Regions from separate parts of the Danio rerio genome. Here regions 2 and 3 are each linked to region 1. A link is a contact called in public Hi-C and Micro-C data. All regions are on one chromosome and are shown on one strand. Each heading gives the region's core, a stretch centred on a gene start, on an enhancer-like site or on the middle of the called end of the contact. The rest is flanking DNA. Distances are from core to core; before and after follow the strand shown. Region 1 holds the start of rpl3 (ribosomal protein L3). Region 2 holds the start of sult3st1 (sulfotransferase family 3, cytosolic sulfotransferase 1). Region 3 holds the start of apol (apolipoprotein L).

Evidence for each region. A called contact is a pair of places that touch in the nucleus more often than the background predicts.
Region 2: a contact with region 1 is called in a Hi-C map of hematopoietic stem cells, with 2.4 times the contacts expected there. The contact joins the promoter of sult3st1 here to the promoter of rpl3 in region 1. A contact is called at or near these places in 4 of 18 Hi-C or Micro-C datasets (caudal fin, embryo, hematopoietic stem cells and 1 more) and 1 of 4 datasets of contacts at active chromatin or transcription factors (caudal fin).
Region 3: a Micro-C map of caudal fin shows a contact between it and region 1, with 5 times the contacts expected there. The contact joins the promoter of apol here to the promoter of rpl3 in region 1. A contact is called at or near these places in 2 of 18 Hi-C or Micro-C datasets (caudal fin and fibroblasts) and 1 of 4 datasets of contacts at active chromatin or transcription factors (caudal fin).

Annotation. Positions count from the first base shown.
Region 1 is chr3:28,617,004-28,621,485 of GRCz12tu, forward strand. rpl3 (ribosomal protein L3) reads right to left here and starts at 2,570. Exons shown (of 9, transcript NM_001001590.1): 1 at 2,487-2,570; 2 at 1,163-1,355; 3 at 781-949; 4 at 293-428; 5 at 13-199. The coding sequence starts at 2,489. It overlaps slc25a39 (solute carrier family 25 member 39), which reads right to left. Exons shown (of 12, transcript NM_200486.1): 12 at 4,040-4,482.
Region 2 is chr3:28,416,657-28,421,138 of GRCz12tu, forward strand. It overlaps sult3st1 (sulfotransferase family 3, cytosolic sulfotransferase 1), which reads right to left and starts at 2,429. Exons shown (of 7, transcript XM_682056.9): 1 at 2,007-2,429. LOC798736 reads left to right here. Exons shown (of 3, transcript XM_021473977.3): 2 at 574-1,353; 3 at 2,351-3,708. The coding sequence ends at 2,448.
Region 3 is chr3:28,434,651-28,439,132 of GRCz12tu, forward strand. It overlaps apol (apolipoprotein L), which reads right to left and starts at 1,976. Exons shown (of 5, transcript XM_001339206.10): 1 at 1,675-1,976. The coding sequence starts at 1,685. LOC101886115 reads left to right here and starts at 981. Exons shown (of 5, transcript XR_012401033.1): 1 at 981-1,012.

The DNA.
Region 1 (4,482 bases), core at 1,320-3,819:
CAGTCCACCTACCCTTGCATCCATGTCCCTTGGTAACACCAATAACGTCAATCATCTCATCCTGAGAGAAGACATTAGCAATGGGAATGGACTGCTCAAGCTTCTCTCTGGCCCAGTCAACCTTATCGGAGATGGTGCCTCCGTTCAGCTGGATCTCCATCAAGTGAGACTTCTTCTGTCTGTGGGGCAGCAGGCGCATCTGAGGAAAAAAGGAAAATCATGCAATGGATTAAATTTAAAAATTAAATCATTTTAAACAATTACGGAGTTAAAATGAGCAGTTTAAGCTCACCTGAGTGTGGGCAATGATGCGAATGATCTGGCAGTACTTCTTCATGGAGGAAAAGTCTTTCTCCAGCTGCTTCTTGCCCTCTTCATCTTGCCACCTCTTGCAGTACTTGGTAAAGGCCTTCTTCTTGGACTTATACCTGAAGGTGGTAGATGAGGGCAGGGGAGAACAAGAGGTTGGCACACAGTTCCTTCATAGCCCAGTGGGCCAGTGGAAGGAGACTGGGCACGGCTGCTTGCCCATCCTCATAAAAAAAAAGGGGAGGCATCGACAGCACTAGGTCATTTTGGCTCATGGCACGGTTTCTAAGGAGCCCTTTCCACCGGCCAGCGGAGCCCGGAGCTCATCAGGGCACGAGGCACCTGAGCGGAGCTGCACCATACCGACAAATTAGACTGGCTCAGAAAAAAACAACATTGTTTAATCTGGCCAGCTACCACCAGCTCCAGACTAAATATGCATGCACTGCGACCAGAAGTTGTTTAACTTACCAGTTCTTGTAGAAGCGACGCTTGCACTCATCACTGATGTGCTCAGCAAAGATGGTCTTGAATGAGCGCAGACCACGAGGGGTCATGACGTATCCAACAACACCCACCACAATCATGGGAGGAGTCTCCACAACGGTCACTGCCTCCACCACCTCCTTTTTGTTGACCTCTGAATGGGTTTAAAAAAAACAAAACTTTAAATTCTGCAATAAAAAAAAGTTTTATACAACCAGACTGATCAAAGATATTTTTAAAGTTATGCAACTGCTCTCAGTACTCGACATTCAGCAAGGGCTCATGGCCCAAATATGTCCGCCCGTCGAGAGTATCATCAATGGCAGACATAAAATTTCAGCATGCAAGAACTGAAGGGGTCACTCACTTGAGCCAGGTCTGTCGACCTCACGGACTATGTGGGTCATGCCAGCCTTGTAGCCAAGGAAAGCAGTCAGGTGAACAGGCTTGCTGGGATCATCTTTGGGAAAACTCTTCACCTTGCCACGATGGCGTTTGCACCTCTTGCGGGGCAGGAAACCCAGAGAGCCGTGGCGTGGGGCCGAAAATTTACGGTGAGACTAAAAGAGGGAAATGTAAATAAATTATAATGCTTCACAAAGGAGTGAATGAGATGCATGCAAATGTTAACCTTGCCAAAAAAAAAAAAACATGTAAAAAAGTTTTTGCAAGCATGTATTTTACAGTACGTAGTAAAAGAAAAAAAACTCAATATTTGTTAATGTTTTAAAATATTTATATTTGTTTTACCAAAATAAAGCAAAAGTGCCAATTTCACATTCTTCACATCCATAATGGTGTCATCTCCATAACTGCATAGCTTTATCCTCATGAATGCATTAAGTCAACTAAAATTAATTGTTTCTTCTATAGTGCGCAGACCCATCCTTTAGCATTATTTTGGGTTGTGCAATTAGCAGAATTTTTACAAAGTATGTTGTAACGTTTTTTAATCGCCTATAACACGTTTAATTTCCTCATTTAAATAACATTTAAAAACTCACAAATTTAACATTTTCTGACCCTGTAACTCTGTGGTTTGTCGATTTGGAAAGCATAAATTCTTGTAAGGTTTCAATAGAGTTAATTTCTGTTAAGTTTATTTTGAGATTTTACTGCAAATATATATTTAACAAATTGAACTAACGTTAAAACTCAAAACATTCCTTAACTTAAAAAACCTTATTTACCGTTATTGCAATTCACAACTTCACTCAGAAAAAAAAAACCATTGTACACAAAACTGTATCGCATATATGACTTTAAAATTACCATGAGAACGTTAAATACAAAAATACATATATAAAAGACACGGTTACTTTAACTTCTGGCTAATAAAACCGAGGCCTGACTCGCCGGCTGCCGCACAACGTGTGGAGACCGTGGCCATTACAAACACTTACAAAAAAAATTCTTTATTATTTAAGTAACAATCTTAGATTTCAGTTTTGAGATTAACAAAACCTTCAGTCGTGTATACTTGTTTTTAAGCCTAATTTAGACAAGAATGTTGCCATTTCCTCATACAGCCGAAAACCCGTGCGCCATGCGTAAAACCCTCTTACAACCTGCAATAAACATAATAAAACGCTTATCTGGCTTTAATAAATACAACACAAACTGGGATGTATCTGTAAAAAGTACGATGCGTTTGATTTTGATCGGGTTGTAAGTAAAAGCCGCACACTCACCATTTCGTCTCCTGTCCGATTAAAAGAGGGCGAAAGGAATGCGGCGCTTCCTTATAAAGCTGGAAGCACGTTCGACGTGTATGCGTCACAACTTGTGTCTTTCGCACAGACGTTATGATCCTCCAGTGGCGGCGTCGCCCTCTATGGGAGAGTAGTAATGAATTGGACTCCACACGTGGCTGAAGTATGTTGAAAGTGTGTAAAAAATCTCAATAGTTTTTAAATTATTTTAATCTTGATGTTTATTACTATCATTATCGGACGGTGTACGTGACTATCTAAAACAGTTTGCAAGCAGAATCAGTAACACATGAAGGGGAGTTAAAGGGATTGCTCACTTAAAACTATTTACTCAACCACATGATATCACTTTTTTAGGAGTTTATTTATTCTGTTGAACACGAAACAAGATAATTCCAAGAACACTGAAAAACCTGTAAAACTGACATCCATGGTAGTAAAATCAAATACCATGTGATTCAATGGTTACAGGTTTCCAACTCTGTTCAAAATATCTTTTGTGTTCAAAAGAAGCGAATAACTCACAAAACATTTGAAACCGGTAAAGGGGGAGTAATTGATAACTGAATTAAATTTTTTTGGGATGAACTATCCATTTAATTACAACTTTTATTTACTTCTACTGATTTTTGTTATATGTATCAGAAACTTCTGAGTAACGTAATTTCGATTCTTTATATGTCCTGTACATATGGCTGAATTGACAATAAAGCTGGCTTTGACTTAGAACTTTCAACAAGCACAGCCTCAGGTATTAAAAATTATTTTTTTAGACCGATTGTATGCCTGAAAATATTATAGAAGTCAATAGTTACTGGCCTTTAAATTTCATTGAAAAAATTTCTTCGTTTGGGTTTAATAGAAGCAAATAACTCAAAGGTTTGAAACATGTAAAGGGTGAGTAATTGATGACTGAATTAATTTTTAGGTGCTCTCTCTCTCTCTCTCTAACAACAACTTTTTTTTTTACTTCTACTGATTTTCATGTAATAATTATTATAAACATTCAGCAAGCACAGTCTCAGGCATAATAAATATTTCTTCAGGCACATTCAATCTCTATTATTTTACTGTTCATAAGCTACTCAACCACTCAAATAAAAAAAGAAAATACTCTCTTGTGTTGCTACGTGTTATGTACCATTAAATACCTTTTGTTATCAGAAGCACAGCAAAGCAAGCAGCCTGTTACTGAGATATATTTTTACCATTTAAAATAATGCATCAGTGTAAATGTGGGTAAAAATGTGATTTATTTTTTTAGGATGCCAAAAGCTGAATTCAACAAGCTACTCTGGTCTTTAGTGTCACAAAACCCATCAGAAAGCTTTCTAATATGCTGATTTGCATTTGGCATATCGATTAATTAATAAACAACTTTTTATTTTATTGATGATTTAGTAAAATGTAGAAGTAATAATAAATACACTCTGAGAATGTATTTCACTAACACTAATATTTTTCACTAACTAATAAAGTTAAATAAAAAATAAAAACCTATAACTCCACAGCATTAACAATAAACTAAGAAAGGACTTTTTATATATATTTTATTAGACAAAACATGAGAACTGTCTAGTCATTTCAAGTCAGCAGTGTGTTTTACATCAGTAGGTAGGTATCGCTTAATCTGAACTAAATGCAGTGAACATGTATAGTTAAAGACAAGAGATCCATTCATTAGCACATCCCTTGCCACAAAATAACAATAATAATAATTATAATAATAAAATTATTATTATTAATAATAAAGTGTTTTACATTCTCAATGCACCAAACAAAACTTAAAAAAAAAGTTCTAGTGACTTTCAGAGTCTAATGTCCCCACAAAGGACAAAGACTCCAATTTAAAAGAATCAAATAACAAACACAAAAAGGAACAATTAAATATCTGATTTTTGAATGAAATGTACTCTGAATCCCCTGCTGAAGTAGTAGCTGATGCATTCCTCCTGGGTTTTCTTCATCTTGAACA
Region 2 (4,482 bases), core at 1,179-3,678, 200 kb before region 1:
TTAATGTATATAAAAACTGATAACTAAATTTTAAAAATTGTGGCAAAAAAGAACTCATCTGAAATTTCAAAAACCTGAATTATTGTTAGATCCAGAAATGACCATTGAGTGCTGCAAAGTAATTTTTTACTCATAAAACATTTAACATTAAACCAAAACATAATTTAGTTTTTATGTTGGAAATGCTTACAAATTCAAAATTCGAATAAATTATTATGATTAGCTTAAAACATGCATAAACTTAATGTGATTTGATAATCATATATGAATGAAATCAGTAAGAATTTTTACTATTATTATTATTTTTACTGTTATAGTTATTATTAGTAGCATTTTCACATTGAACATGTCCATGTAGATTCTAAATAATTTGAATAAATGCATCTTATAAATAGAGTATTTTATTATAAATATTATAATAATAATTCAATTCAATTATTAAAAATGTAAATACAGTATCTTCCTCTTTTGGCTAAGATTAAAATTGTAATAAATTTGATCAGCCTGTTTCATTTCACCTCAGTAAAAAAGTAAATAAAAATCATCATCTCTATACTGCTTTTCTGTATGCAGAACAAGGCATTAACCTTTCTGAGCTTCCTAAACTGAGACTTGTCCTGATCGGAGTGACAGAATCTGGAAAAAGTGCTGTTGGCAATGCCATTCTGGGCAAGAAAGCCTTTGATGAGGTCGGGGTGAAGACACGAGTGTGTTTTGCACGTCAGGGTCTGGTGAGAGGACGCCAGGTGCAAGTGGTGGACACTCCAGGTTGGGAATGGTTCAAAGTCAATGGCTCCTCTACATCACTATGGTTCGTAAAGAAAGAGATGATGATGAGTATGAGTCTGTGCCAGCCTGGTGCCCATGCTCTGCTGCTGGTGGTGCCACTGTCATTCTCCTTCTCCCAGCGTGAGCGGCATGCCGTGGAAGAACACATAGAGCTGTTTGGTCAAGAAGCTTGGAGACACAGCTTGGTGCTCTTCACCATCTTAGACAGAAAGCAATTGCGTGGTTCCAGCCTAAAGCAAGAAGTAGAGTTGAATGTGGAGCTGTATAAGCTGGTTGAGAAATGTGGAGGCCGTTTCCATGCTTTGTACAGCAATCCCAAAGCGGGTGAGGACCAGGTGGCTGATCTTCTGGCTAAGATCACGAAAATGATGGAGACCAATGGAGAGACAATGATCTCAAGTAAAAATGTGTTGGAAAAGGTTAAAGAAATGGAGAAAGAAGAGGAGAGAAAACTGGAGGAAGAGCGAAAGTTGAAGGAAGAGAACCTACAGAAAGTACGAGAAGCACTGAAGGCAAAGGAGTTAAGAAGGTCAAGGAGGAGAATGGAACAACAGACACTGGATGGTAAGATAATATATGTCTTTATGGGTCAGAAAAAATTGACATTCTTGCTAATTTTGAAATAAAATGTGAAAAAAAGTCAATTAACTTTCCCAAAATGTATCATGGTTTTATTTTTATTTTTTTAAGTATGTTGCTATACTATCTATAGGCCAAACATGATGTTCAAGTTAAAAATATAGGTACACACGTTAATACATTTTTTACTAAACTTTTACAGTCAAAAAACAAAAACACAAAACATTGTTTTTCTTAAATGTCATGACAGAATTTTCAACCACCCTGTGGAGAAAATAATAATAATTTAAAAAAAAAAAACTAAACCAGCAGGTCTGACTGGCTTAATGATATTAACGTTAAACTTTCACCTGTCATGGTTTTAGAGTTTGGCTAATTTTTCAGTTCATTTCAAAAGCTTTTTACCCCTTCACCACCTAAACAGCAGTTTAAGCCTGGGACTAAAGTTAATTTAAGAAACTTTAGCTCAGAACAATCAGCTTAATGAAATTAGACTAGTTGTTTAGACTTTATTTTGGAGAGTTTTTTTAAACTAAAAGTTGTGACAAACAAATATTGACATTCAAAATACTATAACAAGAGCGTATCATACCGCGGTTATCAAACCTTGAAATATTAAACATGCCAGTGTTACTCACGTGTGTGGGGGCAAAAACACCTCGACGTCGTTTTCAGTCTTTCCTGCTCCTCCAGGTAACTATCACTGCAAAACTTACAGTATTAGCCTAAGCAGGGTTGTTGTATTTAAGTTAGATTATCGCCCAGTTTTTGCTGTCTTTTACTACGAGTTAAAGATATTTAAGCTGCAAATCAACAAGTCTGGCGTAGTTAGTTTAGTTGCTTTTTTAACGTAGCCATAATACTTTTCAACAGGCCAGACCAGCAAATATTTGGAGAACTGTTGTCAATGTTGTCACAAAAAATATGCAGCTAATTCCTGCAAGTGCATTATCATTATTTTCGCTTGTTTGTTTTTTTTCAGGTGTGGAGCAGAAAGGATGGGCTGGGGACAATCAGAGCAACAAGATTCCTCTCGATGAAGGCGGAAGTAACTCTCTTCTGAGCTGCAAACAACAGTGAAAGCTGGAAAAGGAAAAGATTGAAAAAGTACTCTTGCAACTTTCACAACTCACCGCCAGAGGCCGTCATTACTTCAAATATGTAACTGATACAGTTAACACAGCGTTAACTTGACAACAAAACTAACGTTATATTATTTTGTGAGCGACACGCGTTTATTGTTGGTACATTGATCCGATGATTAATGATTTGTGGGTCATTCCTGCCATTCGATAATATTTCAGCTTGAGCAAACTTAATTTTTAAAAGTGTATTGATTATATTTTAATAAATAACCTACATAATTAGGCACAATTTAAATAAATTTTTTTAAAAATCATGTTTTCCCAGCTCAGGCATTAAAGCCTTTATTTTCTGTTTTATTCTTATTTGGACACCCTTTATTCTCAACCTCGTAACGGACAAAACTGAATTGTTAATAATAGTATTTTACAAAGCTTTTGCTATAAAAACCCACATTTACCTATTGCTCATATGTCAAATAAATGTAATGGCTAAAATATACCATTTTTAAGTTTTAGATTTAAATTTGATTTAAGTTACAATTATACAATTTATGCATTCTTTGGTCCCTTAATTTTTTTAAAAAAGTTTTAAATTTAGATGTCTTACCCAACTGTCACCTCACAGCAAGAAGGGGTTAGTTGGCGTTTCTGTGTGGAGTTTGCATTTTCACGTGGGTTTCCTCCGGGCGCTCTGGTTTCCCCACAGTCCAAAGAAATGTGGTACAGGTGAATTGGGTAGGCTAAATTTTCCATCGTGTTTGAGAGTGTGTGAATGAGTGTGTGTGTGGATGTTTCCCAGAGATGGATTGCAGCTGGAAGGGCATCCGCTGCGTAAAAGTGTGCTGGATAAGTTGGCAGTTCATTCCGCTGTGCCAACCCCAGATAATAAAGTGACTAAGCTGAAAAGAAAATGAATGAATGAATGTCTTACACAAAACCACATAATGTTAGGCCCTATCATGGTGGTTGGTACTCAGCAAGAATTTTTTTCTATATTTAATTGTTTTCCTTATTTTATTTTCCAAAAAATAATATTAATTTCACAGGGTTGAGAATACAGTGACGAGGTTGAAGATTGTAACAGGTTTGAGGGGACAGTTTAATTAAAAAAAAATTTAATAACTAATTTGAAATTACATCTAAGACTTAACAAAAACACTTATTTACTTTAGTAAAACATTTAGCAAAGGCATTAATCACACTGGGATGAAATTAAACTTCATTAAACCAAACTACAGTCAAAATAAAAAAAAAATAAACTGTTGCAGGAAACTGGACCCTTAGTAACCTTTAAAAATGCTGATAAAGGCTTATGTTACCAAATATATTGCTTAACAGAACCTACAGTAAACAGTAGCAACAGGTAGCCATGTCTAAAACATTATTACCTGGAACATAAATAAAAACTGCAGCAAAAAAGTTCTTCTTAATGAAATTGTTAATGAAAATTCTTAATAATAATAATAATAATAATAATAAAATAAAATTATATAGCCAGATGGGCTGGTCTAAGTATTTCAGAAACTGCTGATCTACTGGGATTTTCATGCACAACAATCTCTAGGGGAAAAAATTATATAGTGAGCGGCAGTTCTGAGGGCACAAATGTCTAGTTGATATCAGAGGAGAATAGCCAGACTGGTTGCAGCTGATAGAAAGGCAACAGTAACTCAAATAACCACTCGTTACAACCGAGGTCTGCAGAAAAGTATCTCTGAACGCACAACACGTCCAACCTTGAGGCAGATGGACTACAGCAGCAGAAGACCACCAGGGGATTCAACCAGGGATTCCTAAACCTTTTGATAGCTTAACCCTCTATAATATTAATATGAATTATGCCCTTAATGACCCCCTCTCTAAAGCTGGGTAATTTTCACAGGACATAGAGATAAACAAACTAATCACATAATTAAAAAAAAATTTCTTAACTTTACATGTTCTGATTTTTTAGCTTTTCATTAACTGATGATGAAACTCGTGACACATTCAAAATAAAATCTGCAGCTGATAAGGGTGCCATGTCTGA
Region 3 (4,482 bases), core at 726-3,225, 180 kb before region 1:
AACAAATTAACATCAGAAATCAATAATTATATTATCTATCACTCACAAGTAGCTTTTCATAAATATATCTTGTATATGAATTTATAAGAATATTTATAAGCATATTTTTATAGTATTTTTCTTGCATTTCAAAACAAGTTTATTTAAAAAGCACACTTCATACACAATGATAATTTAAGAATAAATCCATTACATCTCCCATTTCATCATTTTATCATGCAATTACATTGATTACAAACACAAATTACAAAAGGTCTGCTGGTCTTCCTAGTGCAGCTCTATATTGACACATGGGACATGAAACAAACATTGGCAAGAATCTCACTTAATATGTAATGAAAGTACAACTTATTACATTACTATGTAATATGTGGCAATTATGTATAAAAATATTGTGCAAATACATGCAAGTAAAAAAAAAAAACATTCCAAAGTGAATAATAGCATTGTAAATCCCCAAATGCATAGATTCTCATTTTGGACTCTTTTCGTCCACATGAGCCGAACTCATTTCATGACACTGTTATTTGCTGTCTTGAAAATATTTTTTTATTCACATGTACTTCAGCAGAGTAACATTTTAAAGGAGGGAGCCAGTGGTGAAGTTCACAAGTCTCAATCTGGCCATCTTTTGCTTGCGTACAATCTGTAAATAATTAGGAAAAAGAAGAGGGGAAAAAACATATATAGTTATTCATATTACACATGAACATGTATACTTGTGTAAAGTGTATATACATTAATCATAACTCAAAAATCAGTGTATAAAATTACTATTCTATACTAATATACTATTCTAAATTACTAAGTCTATTCTAAAGGTTTTATGTTTTTAAATTGTTTTAATATAATGTATACATAAACATGTCTGTGATATATTGTTTGCAGATGATTTTATTAAGATTAAGTAGTAGGCTTACTATAGACAGTGAACGTTGGCAGCTTGATTTTACAAACTGATAGTTTGTAGACGGTCCCTCAAAAAAGCGATGACGTCACCTCCTTCATAGAGGTAAGCGTGTTTTTCTACTCCTTTAAAACGCTGAGTTTGACAGAAAAGTGTGGCGTACATTTTGCTCATAATCGACTACAACGGTAAATAATTGAATTTGGATTCTTTACTTGCTGATTAACAAACTTATTGAACGCAGAGGTCGGAATGTGCGAATATAAAACCAACTTTACTTCTATCTAGTTTTTCTGCTTTCTGTGTTGCTGTTGTTGTTGTTTTGTTATATAACTTATCTCATCTGATGGACAAAAGTTAAGCTCCTTCATCTGGTTATAAACGAACTCAAGGATTTCACTCTGAAATGACTTATCTAAGTTAAGGGATTGTTCACTCAAAATGTACATTTCCACACAATTTACTCATAAACAATCAACCTTTAAGAATTTATTTCTTCTGTTCAACACATTAAAAGAGAATCTGAAGAATGTTGGAAAAAAACAGCTATTGACATCCATATTAACCAAAAATACAGTTAAAGTTAATGGCTGAATTTACCCAACAACAATGTCATATTATCTTCGTGTTTGTTTAACAGGAAAACAAACTCAAAAATTTAGCCCAATTGTTGACAGATAAATTACATTTAAGTAACTTTAACATATGGCAGCAAACAAACAACTTCGATCTAAAATATTACTTATATAAAATAACAGGCTACTCACCTGCTGTCCATCGTACAGCCTGCTATGCCGATGTAAACCTGCTAGACTGAGTAAAGAAAACTACAGGTAAATCTTTTGTTTATAATGGAGGAGACTTAGGTTTCGGTTTCTTTTCTCCATTTCAGTTGCTCCGCCTGTAACCAAGAATTCTGCGTCAATCAAATCCCAACTTGCTTCTCTCACGAAAAATAGTTCCACGTTGAATGTTATCAGTCGCCATCAGCCAAAGACAATATAAAGGCGCATTGTATGGCTGTGCTGCTGATGACTCCGTCAGACATTCCTGTGCTCACATGGCTTTTAGCGTCATGCGTTTGTTCAGTCCATAAGAGGGCGTTGAACCTCATGCAGTTAGGGATGTCCTGGTTTTGGGAAATATGTTTTCAGATTTTTTTTAAAAAAATTCATTCTCGTGAAAAGTGTGGCTTGGTTTTAAACGCTCACTGATGCTATGCAAAGATAAATTATGTAAATATTAAATACTTTTAAATAGTTCCATATGAGATATAAATGTTAAAAAAAGTACAAACATTATAAATGTCCATATTGCGGTGTAAGCAACCAGCCATGAAATTTTGTGCACAATTTGATATTTTTACATACTTTTTCCCAGTGATGGATTGCGGCTAGAAGGGCATCCGCTGCGCAAAACATATGCTAAATTGACGGTTAATTCCGCTGTGGCGACCCCAAATTAATAAAGGGACTAATGAATGAATGATTACTTTACTCTTGAATAATTATGCTGTTCAATGAGAGGGTACCCATCTTTTTAGATCCCGACACACTTTGTTAACAGGATTGCCTTTTTCAAATGAAAAGTAAAATAATATTAATAACAATAAAAATAACAGCAATAGCCCAGTTTACTTAAAATCATATGTATAACACATAAAAAATTGCATATTGCAAATATATTTAATTTGTTTTCTTAAGGTATGCGCAGTGTCCACATGAGGTCACCATTGAACAACTGTACGAGAAAAGATCTTTCGAGTTTCTCCAACTACACTGTATTCTATTCAGAGGGGCTCATCCCTTTGGCCTAATCTTCGCATTTGAAGGCTTTACCCAGCTTTAAAAGGTTAGGATGAAAGGATAGTGCATAGGAATGAGCCTTTCTGAATAGAACACAATGTTTGACACCAAACAACTTTTCTGCATTCATGGAGGCCTGAAGTATCCATCACTTGTGCCCTTGAAATCTTTCATTCTGAGAGCACTTCAAAGTGGCCAGTTTTGACCAGTGCAGTTTGGATGATTGTTTTCACTCTTTTAAGAGAGTGATAGGCTATACAGTATGCCATTTGGGATTCACTGCTTGTTATTTGTTTAGTTAGGGAAAGGATTAAAGATGCCATATATGTCCTGCAAATAATGTGGTTTCAACTAGGCATGGGATGATAACCAGTTTCAAGGTTTACAGTGATTTGCAAAAGTCAAGGTTTTAAAACCGCTAAAATGTTCTGTTATATCATTTCTAAGGTATTTGTAAGGGGTATGTTTTGTAAAGAAATCTGTGTTTTTGAAACTAATGAAGACAGCAGAAGTCAATTATTTATTTTAAATATTTAGCCTGACATTATTACTGTTCCAAATGTTTCCTGAAATAAAATATATTGTTTTCAATAGAGGGAAAGTTGTTGTTGGTTACCCAGACATTTAAAAATAATATATTTTAGAGCAGTAATCATAATACTGTGACACTGTAAAACCATGATATTTATACAGTCAGAAACTCATACTGGCCCATGCCTAGTTTAAACCATTTTGCCCCAAGTGAATTCCTAGCTAAAAATGTAAGAGTGGAGTAACATCTAAAACTTTTGTTGTTTTTGTTCTATAGGGGAGAGTGGGGACAAAGTTACACTTTTTGTTTTGGCCAAATAATGAACAAAGTAATGGGGTTAGATAAACCAATTTTTTTTTTAAATCAACAACACACAAGCCTCCCCTACAAATGAGCACTGATAGTATGATCGCCAGACCTATGGTTTCTTTGCAGTATTGCAAGAATTAGATGCTTTGTTTCCAGTGAGGACTATAGAGAAACTTGTTCATGGTTTTATCAGCAGCAGGGTGAATTACTGTAACAAACTCCTCACCGGCCTTCCCAAAAAAAACAGTCAGAGAGTTGTAGCTCATCCAGAACACTGTGGCCAGAATTCTAACCAGAATTAGAAAATCATACCACATTACACCTGTCCTCGGGTCTTTACACTGGCTCTGAGTTACATTCAGAATAGATTTTAAAATATAATTACTTGTTTATAAATCAATAAATGGTCTAGGGCCTCAATACATTACAGATATGCTCACTGAATACAAAACTACCAGAACACTCAGATCATTAGGATCAAGTAAGTTAGAAATTCCAAGAGTTCAAAGCAGGGTGAATCCGCCTTCAGTATACTCCTCCTGCTGCTGGAATCAACTTCCAGAAATGTTTAGATGTGCTCCAACAATAGGGCCATTTAAATCCAGACTGAAAACACTTCTGTTTAGCTGTGCCTTTACTAAATGAGCCCTGTGCTACATCCCACAGATCACACTATAATGTTTTTCTCTTCTTTTTCATTTTTTTATAACCTGATTTAACACATTTTAATCTGTTCTTACCAGTTTAAATAATTTGTTATTATTTTATTTATTATTTTCTTGTTTCTTTAATTCTTGTTTATGTAAAGTTTGTTGAATTACAATTGTGTATGAAATGTGCTATTTAAAAAAACTTGCCTTGCCTTGCCAAAAGTGTAAGGAGTAAAAATGTTACTATTTACCCCACCTGCGGGGCAAGTTGTAACAGAC